2 separate regions of the Mus musculus genome follow, and region 1 is linked to region 2. Evidence: chromatin contacts called from public HiCAR-type data. All regions are on one chromosome and are shown on one strand. Each heading gives the region's core, a stretch centred on a gene start, on an enhancer-like site or on the middle of the called end of the contact. The rest is flanking DNA. Distances are from core to core; before and after follow the strand shown. Region 1 overlaps Ndufa10 (NADH:ubiquinone oxidoreductase subunit A10). Region 2 overlaps Hdac4 (histone deacetylase 4).

What was found. HiCAR-type assays count read pairs that join an accessible place to other places.
Region 1: a HiCAR-type map of astrocytes shows a contact between it and region 2, with 8 times the contacts expected there. The contact joins two enhancer-like sites. A contact is called at or near these places in 3 of 15 datasets of contacts at CTCF or cohesin (embryonic stem cells, large pre-B cells and stem cell-derived epiblast-like cells), 25 of 484 Hi-C or Micro-C datasets (CD8 T cells, the HPC-5 cell line, the MPC-11 cell line and 16 more), 22 of 115 datasets of contacts at active chromatin or transcription factors (the HPC-7 cell line, SST interneurons, astrocytes and 12 more) and 2 of 9 other capture datasets (embryonic stem cells and embryonic trunk).

The regions. Positions count from the first base shown.
Region 1 is chr1:92,436,378-92,440,823 of GRCm38.p6, forward strand. It overlaps Ndufa10 (NADH:ubiquinone oxidoreductase subunit A10), which reads right to left. Exons shown (of 10, transcript NM_024197.1): 10 at 3,331-3,530. The coding sequence ends at 3,462. Among named protein-coding and RNA genes, the nearest start is that of Mir6900, 26 kb to the right of the region's middle. Within about 2 kb of position 1,749, at least 105 of the 459 cell types and tissues checked have an H3K27ac peak or open chromatin away from gene starts, as enhancers often do. A contact at or near this core is called in astrocytes, cerebral cortex, neural stem cells and 2 more, where this site is marked.
Region 2 is chr1:91,966,452-91,970,860 of GRCm38.p6, forward strand. It overlaps Hdac4 (histone deacetylase 4), which reads right to left. Exons shown (of 27, transcript NM_207225.2): 16 at 1,902-2,007. Among named protein-coding and RNA genes, the nearest start is that of Gm46242, 89 kb to the left of the region's middle. Within about 2 kb of position 2,445, at least 29 of the 459 cell types and tissues checked have an H3K27ac peak or open chromatin away from gene starts, as enhancers often do. A contact at or near this core is called in astrocytes, cerebral cortex, neural stem cells and 2 more, where this site is marked.

The DNA of each region.
Region 1 (4,446 bases), core at 499-2,998, 470 kb after region 2:
TCATCAGTAACAGGGTCTGGGGACAGCCACTCTCTCCAGCCCAGTCACTGAGAAAGTTGGAACTGAACCAGCCAGTGGATTAACAGGTTGATAACACAATGACCCTTGTCAAAAGTAACTGTTTTGATGGAGGACTTGTAGGATGAAGTGATTAAGAGCAGGTGCACACATCTGGCCATACCTGCAGGCCCCTACCAGCCGTGACCCATTTCCTGTATAAATACACCTGCATCCATTTCCAGGCTAGAGGGTCCTTCAAGCCAGCGCAGTTTATTACATTGGCCAGCTCTTACCCACCATGAGGCTTTCTCTAGCTCTGCCTCACCCCTCACCTCTCCACTGCTCCGTTGTTCTCCGAACAACCAGAGCCTCTAAAGGTCAGACTGAAGGATGGAGCCAAGCAGATCTGTGGGGCTGCATGCAGGGAATGCCAACCAGGTGGACACCCTGTGCCTCCTGCAGGCAAAGCATGGCCCACAGATAGCTTCAATTCGAAGCTGATCTTGCACTTCCCTGCTTCAGGCTGTGGAGAGGACTGAAGGGTGCAGGGAGTGCTAGGGATGTCTGAGATGGAGGATCCCCACATTTGGATCTTACCATCTGCTGGGCAGTGCCCCCTGGGGCTGTGAGGAAGGAAGCCAGTGTGTGTGTGTGTGTGTGTGTGTGTGTGTGTATGTGTCTTTGTCTCAGTCTGGCTCCCAGGTTGGCTACAAGGAGGCACATTTCATTTCTTGCCATTGATCTGCTGGCTGAGCCTCATTCACAGCCCACTGGGCTATGCTCCCACCCCTGGAATACCCTGGCTCTGGGCAAGTCCATTCGCTTTGCCCTGAGGCTACTGAGTTTGGCAGGAAGACAGGGGCCCTCTGCTTTCAATCCGCACAGCATGAAAAAGATCCTGCTGCTGCTGGCACCACCTCGTTCTAGGAAAATGCAGGTGTAAAGGATTTGTTTGACATTCTGTCAGGATACTAAAAAATGTAGTAAAAGCCAAGCACTTTTGGGTGCTTTGTTATACTGCTTTGAAGACCCCTTGCGGTAAGCCTATACTGCAAATCTCTGGTCCTAGGGTGTCTGGTGAGAATTCCAGAGAGAGCAGGACACACCAAAACTCAGAGCTTGGGTCTCCGGACAAGTCCAGGGCCTTGCAGCTTAAAAGGGCAATTTCCCTCAAATTCCAGTCATCTTCTAATCCTGGGTTTGCTTCCTTTCACATGAGTTTCCCGCTAAAGAAACCCAACAGGAAGAAAGGACCTGAGGGCTGAGGTCCTGGCAGAAGCACTGCCCTCAGGGCTGGCTTTATATTAGATGAAGAGGCCAGGGTGCCTCAGGCTCTTTCCTCCATTCACCCAGCTCTGAGCTGTCTCCTTTCAACGCCCTTGTAGCCTGGTGCTACAGCGCTAACCTTGCTCATCAGCCCCAGGGCAGGCCTGCCTGGCTCCTTGGCGCCAGCACATACTGCTCACAGCCAATCCAGAAGTCCGTTTTGGTAAACAGAACACAGGATGTTTCCAAGCAATTAGGAGCCAGCAGGCTTTAGAAGAGGGGCCCGTGTCAAGCAAGAGAACATTGTTCATTCCTGTTGCACTGGCCAGGCACCCACTTACAAAGTGTAGCCTGACTGCCGGTCCTTGAACCCTCTGGTATTCTTCATCCTGAAGTGGCCACCTAGTCACATGCTGCCCTTACTGAATTGCTTTGCCTGGTGAACGGCTATTTGCTGTAGCACCACTGCTGTGTGGAGGGTTGCAATTGGCAGCAGTCAGATACCTGGGGAGCATGCCAGCTGCCACCAGGCTGCAGGCTGAGCCTAGCGCTACTGAAGATGGAGGAAACCACGAGAGCCTTAAGTCCATGAGGACTTCCTCTGTCAACAGAAAACACAGAACCAGTGTTAAAACAGCGCCCTGTTCCTGATCCTCAAAGTGCAGAGGCGGCTGCCAATGTGGGCTATTCAAAGTGTGTGGTTATCTTTCAGCTCTGATCCAAGCTCTAAAGGGCAGTAGAGACTCTGGTGAGACTGATGAGGGACTGCATCAATGCCATACCAGAGTATTTACCAGTCCTCAGGGCTTAGTCCTGGAGACTGGAGAATACTCACCCTCTTTTGCCCGAGTGAACACAGGAAATGGGCAGATGGACTTCTGTAGCAACACTAATCACAAGTGTCACACTACACCCAGGGAGTAGAGTCATCAGGGGAAGAAACAAGCACTTGGAAGGACTCTTAGGGTCCGAGTGTCCTGACTCTGTCCTGACGTGCTAGCCACCATGGCTGAGGTCTCTGGACTGTGGCCCAGGACCTACTTCTCACAACGCTGCATGCCTGTTCTGTGGGCCTTCAGGGGCAGCAGTGCCACCCAGCCAGGGATAGCACGCAGAGCCAAGATAAAGATGCTTTCTTTCTCTTTGACCCTTCTCAGGGGGCTCACAAGCTACTCAAACCACAGAATCCCAGGGCTGGCCCATTTCAGAAGGGGAGGGGGAGGGGCCGCAGGCAGGTAGGTGGCCCCAGCAGTAAGGCCAGCTTTTCTGGAAGATCAAAGTGTTCTCTTCTGTACTGCCTAATATTGACCTGCTCTCCAACAGTGTTCTGTGTGTGCCTGAATGGAGCCCAGTGCTACCAGGGAACTGAGTGCTAAATTTCATTAAGTTTTAATTAAGTTAAATGCAAGTTACATGTGCTTGGAGCAGCCACAGCAGGGGTCTCAGTACAAACTCACAGCTTAGGACAGCAATTCAGATTGACACCCGCTCCTAAGGACTCTCCCCCCAGGTTCCCATGCAGGAGAACAATAAGATGCCACTGCTCTTTCACCTGGGACTGGCACCCTCATTTTGGATAGCATCATCTGTACTACCCCACACCCTATGCTCAGCTTGCTCTTCAGAGATAAGAGAAAGCGAGCCTGCTCTAAGACTCGGTTCTGCTAGTCTGTGGCCATTCTTCACCCTTTTGCTCTAATGTGCTTCAGAAAAGAACAAATGCTTCAGAAAAGACGCTTCAACAGTGTGTGAGAGACCCAAAGTGCAGGGGTGGGTGGGTGGGGGGCGCAGGGCTGAGCATCCTTAGGCACCAGGCACAAGTGTGCCACGCAGACACAGGAGGAGGGGCTACAGAGCCGGCTTTATTTCTTCAAGTTGGAAGGGTTCAAGGGAACAGCACTGGGGCACGGGGCTTCCAGTGGGAGCTGGGCTTTCAGCAGACCAGCTCTGCTTTGTTTCTCCTCCAGATGATTCCAAAACATCACTAGAAGGTTCCAGAACCTTTTCAGTGGACGCTGATTCTTTCATCTCTGCCCAGGCGTGGGTCAGACTCTTTTTGTTAGATTTTTTTTTTTTTCTGGCAATTTCTTGATCATTTGCTTTTTTTCCTGTTGTCTTGGAAAGCTCTGGAGTTCACAGAGTTGGGCAGAGCAGGCATCTCCATGGCTATGACACGGCTGGGCGGAGGGGACCCTTCACTTCAGCCAGATCCACTTGTCACCCACCTCGGCATTGTACCCAGGGGCATACTTGCGGCCTGGCAGCTGTTGGGGGAAGGAATTAAACACTGTTTAGAGTAAAGACCACTTTTCCAACCTTTAGAGTTGGTCAGCTACTGCCCATCCAGTACCAGGGATACCGGAGAACAGAGATCCATTGTAATGAAGCAGCCTTGCCCACAGAAGTCCTGTCCAGGACAGAGATCCAGATGGAGACAGAGCCCTAGCTGGTTTTTCTATTTTGTATGATGAGCAGGAAGGACAAGAAACCAGTGGCACTCAGTGATAGCTGGCAGAGGAGGCTGGGCTTAGAAAATGCCTTGTTCTCAGCCCCGACTGCCTGCTTGACTAGTGTGAATGGAGACAGTAGCTTAGCCTTGGGAACCAGTGATGGACTTATTACTAAGAGGCCACAGTCCGAGCTGTCTGGCTTCTGTGACACCATCAGTACTGACTCATCAGGACTCCTCCTGGTTATCCTGCTGTTGCCCTGCGTCATGGAGACCTTGTAGCTTCAGAACAGTAGGGCTAGCCTTTTCATGTACCCCAACCAATTGCAAGTGATATAGATTTTGGGGTGGGCGAATTCAGAGCCTCAATCTGGGCTTGGGTAGCAGCTGAGCTGGTCAGCCCACTTACTCTCCTTTATCCGCACCACCCAAGCGAGCTCTCCAGTTCTCATGCCCTTGAGGTCTTACTGAGCTGCCCAGTCAAGGCTCGACTCTTGTGCTGCAGCCTGTGAGGAGCTGGCTCACCGGTGCCTTTGTCATCAGGGCCATCTCCACTGTATAGTCCAAGGAAGTTTCAGCTTAATTCCCTCCTCCCCCAGTGATAAGGCCAGTGAGGGAGCAGGGCTAGCTCTCCTACTCTCACGACCCCAGGGTCAGCTCTCCCCACTGCTGCAGATGGTGTGGGGCTAAAGGGACCAGGTATCACGCCCACCCCCACATCATCTCATGGC
Region 2 (4,409 bases), core at 1,195-3,694:
AAGTACTTAGGTCAAAGACATTTGTGTAGGTCTGTGGTGAGGACGCTGTAGAAACTTAAGCGTGGGTCTTGGGGGTTAGGTGGTGATGGAGCAGGTACTTTCTGCAGTGTCAATGTGCGAAGCTTAGCAGGAAGGAAAAAGTGAGCTATGGGCACCAACTGCGTCCAGCGACACAGGTGTAGCAACAGAGTCCACCACACAGCTGCTGGGACGCAGGGGTGAGTATAGGGTGTGGGGCATGGGGAAATAGTCTATAAAAGAAAAAGACCCTGGCAGAAATGGGCCTCAGGAGAGCGGTGCTGGCCATGAGCTGAGGAGCAGTGTTCACGTGACTGGTGGGCACTGAGTGATCATGTCCCAAGCCTTGCACAGACACTTCTGTACCACATGGTACACATCTAGTTCTATGAATGTTCTGGTTTGAAACTAGCTTAAAATTCAAAAAATTCAGGTTGGTAACTTTGGTGGGTTGAGGAAGGGATGGCTGAGGAATGGCTTGAGTCTAGGAGGGCACTTGTCTAGCTGGCTCTGTCCTGCTCCTGTGTGGAGAGTACTCTATAGCCAAGGGTCCCATGTGCAGGACAGTGGGCTATAGAGGGCAAAACAAAAGGCATGGCCTGAAGAGTGAAAGTCCCAGAAGACCTATGATAGCCCTGCATCCAGCCTGGGTCAGTAGCAGACAGCACCTGGACCACACATCCCAGGCTACTCTGACTGTTTCCCATGGGGCCACAGGGCTGTCCTCTGGCTGCTGAGCAGCTTCTGGCTTCATCTCATCTAGGCTGGCAGTGTTCCCCAGTGGCTGAGAAAGAACGCTAAGGAATGGAACTCCTAGGCTGCAAGAGGCCTGCCCTCCTGTTTATTTGGCAGCAGTAACAGTGTTGGGTGGCAGGGACAGGAGGGAGGCAGAGCACACCCCAGTTCTCTGTGGAGTGCCCCATGCCATGCCCTACTATTCACTCTTAAGACTTCCTCATTGCTGCCTGCCAGGGTCTAACTCCTAGGTCCGTGTAATCTGGCAAGAGGCGCCCTGAAATTCTAGCATAAACCCATCCCACTCCCATCTGCTCCTTGGTACTATCACTAGACCAGGCTACACCACAGAAGGGCTCTGTGTGAGCACAGCATCAAGAGCTTGGAGAACATGTCTGCTGGGAGCCCTCACTGGCAGTACTCTTTGGACTGGCTGAGTACCCGCAGAGGGGTCCCCTGTCTCCTGATTGAGGGTGAAGGCAAGCACTCAAAGGGCCCACTAGAGAGGGTGAGAGGGAGACAGGCTTAGTGCAGCCCAAGAACCCCCATTGTGGGACCACGACCTGAAGTCAGAGTCTCAAGGAAGAGACCAGAAGAAACTCTAGCTCTGTCTCTGTTTCTACTGCCTGTAGTTCTGGATCACTGCAAAAATCACTGTCTCTGAGCAGTTGGAGTCTGTGGGGTAAGCCAGGTTGGTGATGTAGAGTGCACTCTGGGATTACATAGGGCCCCACAGTTTGTCAAAGCCTACTTTTATTTGATAAAGCCCCTTCTGCTGATGCAGGATGAGTCTCTGCTAGCAAGAACCTGCCCATAGGAGTGCTGACTGACAGGGGCAAGACTCAGCTCCCGAGTCTAACCAATGGCTTCAGTGTGGCCAGGCCAGGGACTCTCCAGGCCTGCTCTGAGCCTTCCCCTCAGCAGTCTTAGAAAGGAACTGCAAATAGGGCAAGGGCTGGGTACCCCTGGCCGTAAGCATTCCTGAACAGCTTCCAGAGCTGACTGTGCTCTAGGCTTCTCTGCGCCGTGGCCTTAGTGGGAGCCAACCTTCCTGTCCTGGCCAGCAGGAGCCAAGGGCTGGAAACATCACTTGCAGATCAAACCTGGTAGGGATGTAAGGAGGTCTCGAGTACCTAGAAGTTTCTTACTGTCCAGTTTCTGTCTGTTGAGAGGATTTGTGCCGTAGAGGAGTGTGTGGGCCTCCGAGTGCACTGTCTGCAGCTCCTCCAATGTGGCCTTGCGTCCACGGATGCACTGTGGGACACAAGGGGAGAACATGTTTCTGTGTCAGCTCTATCTACCATGACAAGGCCACTGCCCCAGAGGGATGCAACCTGAATATGGGGATAGGCACATCATTACTGACTTTCTGAAAAGTGGAAAACAAAACAGCACATAACATCACATTTCAAAATATTGTAGATGGCTTATATTTTAATCATAGCTTTGAAAAACATTTAAAAAGAGAATTCTGCTTTTTAACATGACCCCCTTTACTGTCACACAATAATTTTCAATAAATTATTACTTTGTTTTCTAAAACCAAGGTCTGGGCTTAAAAATAGCAGGAAGTATCTAAAGTGAGGGAACTGCCTGAGCTCCTTCTCGAGGGGCCTCAAGCCACTGCTCTACTATCCCCTCAACACTAGCCCTTTGTGGGACACTTTGAACATGGTGACACACTGTGCTCTGTGCTGCACTAGGAGCTGGCTACTGTGCTCTTGTGCCTCCACACAGGCAGTAAGGACTGAGGAGATGTGGCTACCCTGCTTTTATCTATTGTGTTCTTACCCCTGCCTGGCTCCACCTGCTTTCTTGGCTGAGAATATGCCTCACAGTTTCTGCCTGCGTGTACTTTCCTGGGAGGGGACAAGAAATTGATGAATGCTGAAAACTGAAGGCTGCCTCAGGGCAACATCTGGACACACAGAATGGTTAGTTCATCCTGCAAGGCCAGCTCAACAAAGAGGAGATTTTTCTCACGACTTGTGTACACTGGTCAATGCTGCCCCCCAGTGGCATAGCATTCTGGACAGACTTCCAAAGCAGGTGCCTGTGGCCTCACCGCACCCCTGTTCATCATCTTCTATCCAGAGGGACTTCAGAAGCAGGTGTGGGCCTGATACTGAGACATCCTCAAAAGTGAGGTACAATACGGGTGGTAAGGGAGTCAAGGGCTATGTGAGCCCTGGGCTAAATCTAAACTCTGAATTCTCCAGTGCATAAGGGAAGGCAGGTGAGCCCACTGAGAGAAAACAGAAATTACTGCTGTTCCATGAGGTATTTACTGGCCTTTGAGGTTCCTTGTGCCCTAACCTATACTGATGTGCAGGACTGAAGGGATTTTTCTAGCTGAGGAGAAGACACAATAGGTTCCTGTGGCAGGTACTGCAGGCAATCCTAGGAGGTAGGTGATGCCAGCCTTAGGGCACAGGGAAAGGAACGAAGGCTCACCCGAGGCTAACAGCTCCCAGGCACAGGACCCTGGTCTCTGTCTCTGCCCTACCCAAATTCATCCTTTCTCCTCAGAGCTTAGGACTCCTGAGTACACAGGGCCTGGGAATGCATACCTGCTGTGTCATGACACAGGAACCCAGAGAGGCCTGACATGATCTTGGACAGAGCCCTTTTCTATGTGACCTGCTCTGCTGTGGCCAGGTATGGGGTGAACACTACACCCACTGGCAGGTAGGCCAGCCCTGCTGAGGGCAAGCATGGCACCTGGGGAAACTGAGTACCAATACCCAGAGTGACAACCCAATGTCTGCCACACAGCTCCTTGGGTAGAGACACTGGCATAAAGGAACCAGAGGCAAAGCTAACCAGGCTGAGGGGTACTTTCTATACTGGCTACTGCCTCACAGAACTTTCCTTCTGAGGAGGAAAAGGTCCAGAGTTCTCCGCATATCCCCAGAGCACCTTTCTGATACGTACAACAGGAGAACACGGGCTCATGAAGCCGACAGGGCTGGTGGGACATGTGGGCTGGTCTTCACTCTGGGTCTTGGATCCTTCCCTCACTTCATAAGCATGGATGTACACACTGGTCAGCCACAGGGAGCAGCTGAGAAGTAGCTAGGAAGAAGGCAGGGACAGCCAAGGGGAGTCGGCCTGGCATGTGGGTTTGAGAACAGAGCAGAGTGGAGCATCTTCTGTAGAAGACACCGAATCTTAAGGAAGCAGGTAATGTGCCCTCAAGAGCTCATGGAGAAGAGGCTAGACACCCAATATGGTAGTGCTGGCACTGCAGATCTGGCAGAAGGTGACTGGGAAATGAGGACTTCACTCTTAGAAGTTATTATGGCTCAGACCTGTATGCCTAAACTAGTTCTCAAATGAACAGGCTGTCACAGGGAAAAGCCAGCTCACACAGCAAGCTGTCTCCTTTCTGCTTCTCTGTTACATTGTGGCTTAGTCAGGGGATTCTCATTAGATGTTGGTACTCTGTTTTTGACCCTCTAGCTACTAAAACTGTGAGGTGGTAAACAGACCTCTTTGCCTTATAAAGTATAAGCCTCAGGTATTCTATCACAGCAATAGAAAAGGAACCAAGACAGGCTTCTCAAAAGGCCACAGACAGAATGGATGGAGATGAGAATACATAGGCAATGTTTCCTGAACCCTCTCCCTTACTACAACATGAATACAGACTGGTA